Linked DNA regions of Bicyclus anynana: region 1 is linked to region 2. A link is a contact called in public Hi-C data. All regions are on one chromosome and are shown on one strand. Each heading gives the region's core, a stretch centred on a gene start, on an enhancer-like site or on the middle of the called end of the contact. The rest is flanking DNA. Distances are from core to core; before and after follow the strand shown.

Region 1 (5,185 bases), core at 1,564-4,063, 150 kb before region 2:
AGCTGTTTAGGACTGCAATGATATGGAATTCTATAGTTTTCCAACCACATTGTTGAGTGTTTGGTAAAGAGTGAATAAGGGAAATTTATTCCATTGTCATCATGTGTGATTATAGCCAAGCGTAAATCTATATAGGATAAGAATACACATAAATTGATCACTGAAGTACCAAGTGTAAGGTGTATCACTACCAAGTATGCTACTCCAAACTACTGATAATTTCTTGAAAGAAAGATATGCCTAATATTTTATACTCTAACCCGGGGGGTTTTTTAACATTCTTAGGGGGGTATCTCGGGTTATGTAGTTGATACTTGGTAACAAATCCCCATTATATAATGATTTTGATAGCTAAATAAAAAAATCATTATATAATCATGATGAACCTCCGCAAAGTAACACCTGCTTCTATCCGAGAAATCCCCAGTACCTCAAAGACATTATGATGCATAGGCTGCATACACTTTAGGACAGAAAAGTACTGTCATAGTAATTACAAGCAAGTATTTTTGTACTATAATGAGTATAAAATCTTTTTCACAAAAAAGTTAACGGACTTCAAAATTGCACTGCTCTAAAAAGCGAAAAATAACATCATACCTATATCCTTTCTATTGATAGGTTTGAAGGCGGTGCTATGCCAATTAGGCTCTTAAAGTTTATTGGTTTTTGGCACCGCCTTAAAAACAATCAATAGAAACTAGACTAGCTATCTATGATCTTTAATTTTTTTTGTATTACTTGTAATAATATTTATTTGAATACAAAATCTGTTTTATGCTCTTTTGTATAATTGTGTCCATAACAGGAAGGAAAACGTAATTTATATTTTATTTTCAATAGAGGATAATGACTTTCAATATCACATTTAAACTTTGTTTAGCTTCAATCTTTGCTGAGATTACTTAATTATTATGTCACTTTGTTTTATTATGGACTGTTGTTACGTGAGTTATTAGTATGAATGAACATTGTGTTCATTTACACGTCACATACCTACACACAATTAGTAGGTAATTACTACATGAATCATAATATAAGAAAAGAAACATTAGCAATTTTAATTAAGTAAATGTTAATAACAATTTATTGTCCGATTATACGTTTTTCATTCACAGTTTGAAAACGTAAGAAAGGCAGCGTGAACGCTGTCGATTTACAATTTTACACTCGCCATGGCCTGTACCGGTTGTTACTTGCTAGTTGCAAAAGGGAAAAAAGAAAAAAAAAAAAACTGTGCAGAGGAATAACAAAGCTGGCCCCGCCGTTAGCGGATATAAAAACGAAAGCGCACTGCGATAGTGAAAGTTTGATGTGTAGGCAAATATTACTCGCTTCCAGGCGGAGATTTGTGCGTCAGCCTCCCAGTTACGAAAGGGGATAAAGGCAGCCGCGACGCGACGGTTCTACGGCGTTCCGTGTTACCGTCGCTCGCACTCTCCGCAGTATACATTATGTAGAGCCAGCCGGTGGAGGGACGCGTTTGACGGATCACAGTTTCAACGTGAATGGAACTTGACATTTGACACGTGCAACCAGCGTCGCGTGAATTCGAAAGGGTTTCACGTAGCTGCCGTATCTGGGTGTCATGTTACTTGTGTCGGTGTCCACAGTTGATCTGAAATGACATTCCGATAAATACTACAGTTATACTAGTAGTATACACCACTTCGAGTCTGCTTCGAACAAGAGGCGTGTGGCGCCGCAATATACGAAACTAGCGGACGGCCTCCGTGGCGCAGTGGTATGTGCGGTGGATTTACAAGACGGAGGTCCTGGGTTCGATCCCCGGCTGGACCGATTGAGTTATTCTTAATTGGACCAGGTCTGGCTGGTGGGTGGGTGGTTTAGTTACCACCCTACCGACAAAGACGTACCTCCAAGCGATTTAGCGTTCCCGTATGATGTCGTGTAGAAACCGAAACGGGTGTGGATTTTTATCCTCCTCCTAACAAGTTAGTCCGCTTCCATCTTAGATTTCATCATCACTTAGGTGAGATTGTAGTCAAGGGCTAACATTTAAAGAATAGTAAAAAAAAAAAACTATCGGACGCCCGCAACTTAGTCCGGCATTAGACTTCGTAAATCCGGCCCTCTTGAAAAATCTGATCTTAGCTGTAGGACGTTTACTATATAAACTACATCCCTGCCGAATTTCATCTTTGTGCGTCAAATGGTTTTCGACATTTCGACATATCCTTATACTTAAAGTTAAAATATATATTTTTCATTTTGAGTTAATGTCCCAGCCGGGTATAGTAGCTGTACAGTTCGGCATGTTGCAATATCAATGGACTCGAACTTAGATGCATACTATACTGTAATATTATTATTTTTGAAGGCTGGACGAAAGCGTAAGAAAAAACGGTTTGAATGTCCCTCTACGCTTAGGCCAGCGCTAACTTGTAAATCATGAAAAAAATATGTAAGGCCGCTCTTGGTATTGTTTATGTTCTATTTATTTAGCTGTTTCAGCACTGCAGGCCATTGCCATTCGTTTCTATAATAACGGCACAATGTTTTCGTCGCTATACGATTTAGACTGTAGGTACACTTTTAAAGGATGTAACGCCAAAACGGGAACCGGGAATCACAATGGACATTTTCAACAAACAAAGAGTGTATTTAAAAATGTCACGACGAATTTCCAAGTGGCAGCGGACGGAAAGGAATTTGAACCCAAATGCAATAGAATAGGGTCGTCAGCGGCGGCATTTCTCCGGAGTTTAAATCCTAGTGCGGTTTGTTGCCGTTCCGCACCGAGCCGCCATAAAACAATGCATCGAGCACGTGCTGTTTACACTTTAGAGTTCACATCCAAGGTCGTACGCATTTGTAAGGATGGACCTGCGTTGTGTGTTGTGTAGGCCGAACAAATACCGGTTACGTAACTGTCCCACTTCCCACGGTGCAAGCCGCTCTTCCGTCCCTCAAGGCACTCGGCAATTAGCCCATTTGTTTATGGGGTTGTGATTTACTGCTTCGTAGTTGTTTTTTTTTTTAATTTTCACCGTTCAACTCCAACCCCTTTCTCTTTTATTTGGATCCGTTCAATGTGCACTCGACGCTAAATCGTTTGAATGGCAAGTGCTTGCAGGTTTGCTGTGAGGGCCACGTAGACAATTGCCGAACTGAATGTCGTGAATATTTTAGCCGTTTCCTTGTTTCACACGTGTTTCCACGCGCGTCCGGATAGTCGTACAATCGGTGGTCGATTGCTGTGTGTTTTTTTGATTACTCGTATAACGCATTTGCTTTCTGTGTATCTGAACACACTTGAAGGTAGCGCCAGCTTTGGGATCAAACTCTTTATGTATTTTTTTTTCATTTTATAGAACCGTTTTAACTTATTTGTAATATAAAGAACAGAAACTAAGAGTACTGAAGGAGAAGGTTGAGTTACACATAGTTTTTGTGTTTCGTATATGCGATAGTTTCTTTCTATATAATCTTGTTTTGTTAAGATTGAAAGAAACCGTCGCTCGCGTTGAACAATCGTGCATAGTCAATCTATTTCGGGAAGTCTGTTCGTTCGTTTGTGTGATACTGAAGGAGTGTTATCACAGCAGAGTGCAGTCACACATGCATATTCAGTTTTGCACACTAAACGCTTGACTGTACACCTTATTCACTACACACACAGCCAAAGTGATTCTTATAAATAGATTTTTTTTAAAGAATATTTGCCATTTAAGAATTTAAACTATCGTTGAGTATTATTCATATATTAATTTATTATGAAAACTGCTAAAACTCACGTCGGTGTATACGAACCAGCTCATGACTAAGGGCCCCGTAAATAAATAAATGATATTTGCTATATTTTTTGTTAATTTGACCAATAATCACATTCCCTTGCAACTATAGTTAGGAAAGACTGTATTAAAAGTGGGTACAAGTCAGTCAGTCAATCAATTGTCAGGCAGGCAAGGATCGAACCACCACCTCTCGGTGACGAGAGTCCCTTTACCATTGTGCTATTGAGGTTTATTTTTTATTCACAATAACTGAGCCTAAATGATGTTCATCGTAAAGCATTATATGACACTAATTGAGAGCTCTTAATGTTATGGGCACTCCGATTTTCGCATTCCGTATTGTACGTAGTCGCTAATCAATTATGATAACACGCAATCACGTACCGCGTTCGGCACTACAATAAGTATGTATCGTGTGTACACAGTGATTAATTCATGAATGGCTCAAATAAACAAGCGTTGCGTTGGAATTAGTCATTTATCTCGAACGCATTCGTTGTTTACCCACAATCGTGTTAGATAGTTGTCGATAAGGAGACACGTGGTTTGCCGGGGTCGTCGACCCGACGTACTCTGCTCGCCGACAGCTCGGTAATAATAATAAAATGTTTCCGTGCGACTGGTTCAAGGGCGACCCGCTGATATCGGCGCCGGCTATATTTAGATTTAGATGTTTGATGCGGATACGCGCCGGGTTGTGCGTTTGTTTCACTCGTTTCTGGCGGCGGCATCGCTTTCACACGAAAGCTATACGTTTTTAAAGGAAAGAAAAAAACGTTTATTTTAAAATTGTGTCACACACCACAATGCCGAAGCACTGATGCAGCGTCCGATGCCTCAACCACCTGAGCAAGGCAAGACCAAAACTCAAGTAGCAGAAGCATCACCACACTGTCATGTTTGGCACAACCTTGAAAAAGGTACCAGCTCAACATTTTGCTGCATGATCCAAGCAGTTGCTGGAGCATACAGCACTGATTTTCAACTGATACCTTCATCTAGGTGACACGGATATGCATAGCCACGCAGCGACATAAAAATTTTGGATTTGACATCATCATTATCAGCATATCTAACCGACCTCCAGATTATACATATAGAAGAAGGGATGTGGAGCTAGGACCCACCACGCTGCTCCTATGAGGGATGGTGGTAATGTTAAATAAACCCGTGGTATGCGTAGTGGATTTACAAGATGGAGGTCCTGGGTTCGATCCGGCTGGGTCGGTCGAGTTTTCTTAATTGGTCCAGGTCTGGCTGGTGGGAGTTCGGCCGTGGCTAGTTACCACCGTACCGGCGCGCACGTACCGCCAAGCGATTTAGCATAGATAGATATTTTGTCAGATGTTGACTCTGTGACCCACGGGGGTGTAACCGTCTAGACTGAGAGTTTTTATTAAAAAATTTTAGAAGAAAGAAAAGCTCAG
Region 2 (5,425 bases), core at 2,552-5,051:
ATTTTAACGGCACACTTCAGGCAGGGACAGACGTCCCTCCATATAGGAGAGGGTATATGGAACTTCGATTCTCCACACTGTGCCAAAGCGGGTATGCGGGCTATCATATTTTGTAAATGTAGTTAAATGTTCGACACATTTACCTTAAACCAGAACTTCAATTTGTACTTTGAACTTCAAGTTCAATTTGTACGAAAAATTAGACGAAGAATTTGAAGGTTCGATGTCCGTCTGGCCTATTGTCCTTTTCAATAAAAAACGTATTATCAAAATAATGTAGCAAAACCCATTGTGCTAAATATAGATAAGTACATTAAAAAATATATAGGTAATCGTTAAACTGAACCTGTTCGGTTGTTTGGCGGTAAAAAAAAAATTTGTTTCCCAAATTATCCTTGATCCCGATAGTCTTGTTATCAATGCGTAGTCATGTCCGAGCTCACGATTTGTGCCGAGTGCGAGGTGGGAAAGTAAAGACCTCGGCCTGCGCTGCGGCTGCCCTTGACAGAGCTGGTTGTGACTTGCGCGCCGCCCGCGCGTTACCAAACTGCTTTGAATGTTTCGATATCGTTTGTTGTTGTGAGGCGAAATACCAGTTGGGTATGTGGTATTATAAGACTTACTGTTTTTATGAAGTGCTGGGATATATCTACGAGTACTAGTAGGTGTTTATACAAACTATTGAATTGTTTGGCCGTAATTTAACTAGGCAACCTATTTGCAATAAGTCTAGAAAGAAGAAGAAAGAAAATACACTTTATTGTACACACAGAAACATACAATACAATGAATACAAAAAAAAATACAAGAAATGCGCAGTAGGCTACCAAAGTGAATATTATTTATGACTAACGGATCCGGTCAAGCTTCGCTTTGACTTACTCGTATTGCACTTCTTCCTTATCCCTACCCTACCCTACTCTACCCTACCTCTACCCTAGGATGTAGGAGGATTTGGAGGAGGCTTTTGTCCTAAAGGACATTCAGACAAATTCTGAATAAAGGCTTTTAATATTATTATTGTTATGTTTGTCTTGAAAACATACTGCGCCTATACCACTTTACCGCTGACCTGCACTGAGGCAGCGTGTTGGGCTTAAACTCCTGTTTTCGTACAGATATAACACACGTGATAATAACTAAGAGCAGTGATAGCCCAGTAGATATGACCTCTGCCTCCGATTCCGAAGGGTGTGGGTTCCAATCCGGTCCGGGGCATGCACCTTCAACTTTTCAGTTGTGTGCATTTTAAGAAGGTGTCTCAAACGGTGAAGGAAAAACATCGTGAGGTAACCTTCATACCAGAGAATTTCCTCAATTCTCAATTCAATGTGTGAAGTCTGCCAATCCGCATTGAGCTAGCGTGATTGACTATTGGCCTAACCATTCTGAGAGGAGACACGAGCTCAGCAGTGAGCCGAATATGGATTGATAATGATGTTGATAGTAACTAACCAGCGAGAGGCATACGCAATTTTAATAGGCTAATAATACAATGATGGTGAATCAACAATGTATCATAAGTATCTCTTATCACACGTCAGTCATGTTGGTATTATGCGAGCACGGTCATAGACTTTAGAATAAATTGTTTCAATTATAGATTTTCAAACATTCATCACGTTTCAGTGAGTCATCGTGAGTTTTAGATTCACATGCGCTTGTTTAATGTGTATTATTATGCATATGAGTTATGTTATGTATACTTATAAATCAATGATGTTCAACTAATTGTTATTTTAATTGATTGTTAGCGAAGTTCACAATTTATTATTCATTTAACCGAAATTCTGACGAAGCTTACAAGTTATTCATTCATTATTTTTAACCGACTTCCTTATTGTAAACTTTTGTTGTTTTGTGGCTGTTTAGAACTTTTTGTATGTAGGCTTAATAATTCTGATAATGTTTTCTATACAAAAAGAGGTAAAGTTTTGGGTTGTACGAAGTAATGTGTACGGAACGGAAAATGGGTACGGAACAGATTTTATAAATTCTTGTACCTAGGCTATTATTTACATAGGCTATTATTTTACACACAAAGATAGCGTGTAGTCGCCGATTTTTTATGTGCCCCGAAATCGGAGCACTTGACGCCTCGCTACGCTACGATAAGTACGCTTGTGTGCGTGCGTGTAGGGTAATTAGCTTAGCTCTTAAACTCACATAATAACAGAAGTGGCTTACTTTTGGAGTGAAAAATTTGTAGGTTTTGCGGGTCTATAGGTTATTAGTCTAAGTTACTAATGAAAATCCGTGATAGCCCAGTGGATATGACCTTTGCCTCCAATTCCGGAGGGTGTGGGTTCGAATCCGGTCCGGGGCATGCACCTCCAATTTTTCAGTTGTGTGCATTTTAAGAAATTAAATATCACGTGTCTCAAACAGTGAAGGATATCATCGTGAGGAAACCTGCACACCAGGGAATTTTCTTAATTCTCTGCGTGTGTGAATTCTGCCAATCCGCATTGGGCCAGCGTGCGTGGTGGACTATTGGCCTAACCCCTCTCATTCTGAGAGGAGACTCGAGCTCAGCAGTGAGCCGTATATGGGTTGATAACGACGACTAATGAAAAAAAAAACTAAATCATCGTCTATGAAAATGCTTCTCAGCCCATAGTTCACTTTAAACATGTTCTACAATGCGTCGCTCGTCGACCTGAGGCAATAGGTGCTAAGGCCTGCGTGACTATAATTTTACTGACAACTACCCTTCAGATGTGCCGCTTGGCGGCAGAAATAAGTATTAGTTGTAGATACTTCTTTGTCGCAAAAATAATCTTAGTTCAATTAATTTTCAACTCGCTACAATACACAATGCAATTTGCGTGATGCAAACGCACTATTGCGTTTTTGCCGACCTTATCACATTAAAATTTACAATAGTAGCCGGCAAGAGTCTTGTTATTTTCTAACGCAAAATTGATCTAGAGTGCGTTCACGATCCGAAAATGACTTTGTCCAAGGTGGAACGCGCTTGCCTAAAATATGTATTTATATTAGAGATGGAAGAATGGAAAAAGTAGGGTCTTTCTTACTTTATGGTAGTTTAACTTCCCAACTCCGGGCTGAGAATTTGTATTGAAAGTTTCTTAAAAGAAAGTTGAGCTCAGATTCTCTTAGCCCGACTCAGGCATCGAACTCAGGGCACGTAGGTAACCACTGGACTATAGTTATTCTCGGTAGTCAGGTAAAAAGTTGTACCTTCACCAAATTAAACTTGAAATGACAACGCAAAACGCAGTGTACCTGCTCGGGATATAAATAATATTATTATCATTATCTTCGTACCGAAGTTTGGTATACTCAGCTCACTGCTGAGGGGTAAGGCCCATAGTCCAACACGCTGGCCCAATGCACATTGGCAGACTTCACACACGTAGAGAATTAAGAAAATTCTCAGGTATGCAGGTTTCCTCACTATGTTTATCCTTCACCGTTTGAGACAGTTGATATTTAATCTCTTAAAATGCACATAATTGACCAGATGTGCATGAACGGAGGTGCATGTCCCGGACTTGATTCGAATTTACGCCCTTCGTAATCGGAGGCAGAGGTCATTTCCAGTGGGCTATCACCGTCTTGCAGTGCGTTAGTAGCTCGTTGCTTGTTTACGTTTCGTTTCGTTTATAGTTAGTCGTATTGAACTCGTTTAAAAGTCATTAATGCTTTTTAAAGAAATAGATGTCACGTAGGTGGGCATGTGTCTCGCTGGTGATTCACCGGCGCCTCGCCGTCTGCCGGCCGTCTGATCGACGCCGACGTTATTATAATGCGCCGATAATAATTGCTCGTCGAGATTAAAGTGTCGTCCCTTGCTCGTGATAACGTCACTGGGCCGTCGGTGCTTCGGCGCCGTATCAGTGTGACGGCCGCTCTCGATCTGAACTAAAAGTCTGAGATTAACAAGGGTTTCATTGACACTTGTCATTCTCTGAAAGCTTAACTCGATGGTTTTTAGAAGGGCTATTATTGAAAAGTTGTAGTACTGAAGTATCTACTACTGAAATCGTTATCAGGGAAACCTTTGTTTGGATTGCATAAAAAAGCTAAAGTCAGTCAGCTGGACAAATTCGCTATTACTGTCTCTGGCTGCAGTTATACGAGTAGGTATGGTTATGTTAACGGAGCAGGATTGTAAGAATTTCTGCAAGAGATTCCGCTGCAACTTAAGCTGACAACATTATATTAAAATATGTTAGCTATTAAACAAAAAAAAAAACAGGAAGGGAGTGTAATCACAAACTCCGTGACATGACATTTTTTTGTATTAGATAACAACAGAGAACATTATTGTTTTGATTTTGAACTCCGAATAGACAGGGGGACTTCTTGAAGAAGTGCGTACAGCCTGTTGCTTAGAATCCGCTTCACGCGAAACTGAGTTACTGAGTCTGCTGAGATCACGGAGAAGGGGGCGGGTTGTGTCACGCAACGGTGACATAACTACTTAAGTTCAAATCGACCTACATAAAAGCCGCCATACCACTTTCGTCGTCGCAAATCACCGCAGCGGCCTCGGTCAATGCGCTGCGTGCGCGTCGCATGCAGTATGCACATATACGGCGAAGCGCACTGAGAATTCGCAGGCTGTGTGTAGGTACCCCACTGTACGTGTATTCCGCTCACGTGCCGGAAAACGAAAGTGATCCGTCTCTCTTCCCGATTGATGCACGGCCCGCCTAAGCCCTCGTTAACTGTATTATTCAAATTGTGTGTGCGAAGTGCGCCCGCCGGTCGGATCGATCACACACGGAAACATTCGTCGCTTGCACTCTCGAATACAATTTAATTCAAGTGCACCCGGCTCCCATCCCACCGGCGGTTTGTTTGCGCCCGAAAAGCGAACGCACCCCGCACCGGTCCGCCGTCTGCCAACCTTGATACTAGTGCTTGTTGGAAGGCGTTTTACGACCCGATAAAAGTCTCCACCGATTGTATGTTATCTGCGATGCTTATCCAGTTTAATGTGGGACGATTGTCGTTACGCTGAACGTTATCACTGTCGTTATGTTTTGGAAGCCATTAGTAATTTGTTGATGGGTGTTCTTTAGCAAACTTTGTTATATTTTTAATAACATAATAATGTTCATGAGCTTGCAAAGAACGGTTTATTACCCCTTTCTTTGCATGCTTATCAATCTAACGTTACGTCATTACTCACTAAACAGGAGTTGTACGATTTAGCAATCGAAGAAACTATGCAGGATAATACGGTGTAAATTTAAAGTAAATCATATGTTTCTTGCTTTCTTCGACAATTTACAAGGAACATCAAAATTTTAACGAAGGAAGCAAGTTTTTGACCAAAGCTTGAGTAATATTTTTATTTAATTTTTACTGCAACGTTGACATTGCTTACAGAAACTATCATCATCATATTCATCCTCATCATAGTTAGTGATTGTTACGTTATCACCGTAAG

Evidence for each region. Hi-C and Micro-C count contacts between places; a contact is called where the count stands out from the background.
Region 1: a Hi-C map of whole body shows a contact between it and region 2, with 2.1 times the contacts expected there. The contact joins two enhancer-like sites.

Annotation. Positions count from the first base shown.
Region 1 is chr22:5,793,264-5,798,448 of ilBicAnyn1.1, reverse strand. All of the region lies in intron 1 of LOC112046638 (trithorax group protein osa), which reads left to right. Among protein-coding and RNA genes, the nearest start is that of LOC112046638, 8.0 kb to the left of the region's middle. Within about 2 kb of position 2,813, at least 8 of the 8 cell types and tissues checked have open chromatin away from gene starts, as enhancers often do.
Region 2 is chr22:5,648,182-5,653,606 of ilBicAnyn1.1, reverse strand. The region is part of intron 5 of LOC112046638 (trithorax group protein osa); the gene reads left to right. Among protein-coding and RNA genes, the nearest start is that of LOC112046635, 24 kb to the right of the region's middle. Within about 2 kb of position 3,801, at least 8 of the 8 cell types and tissues checked have open chromatin away from gene starts, as enhancers often do.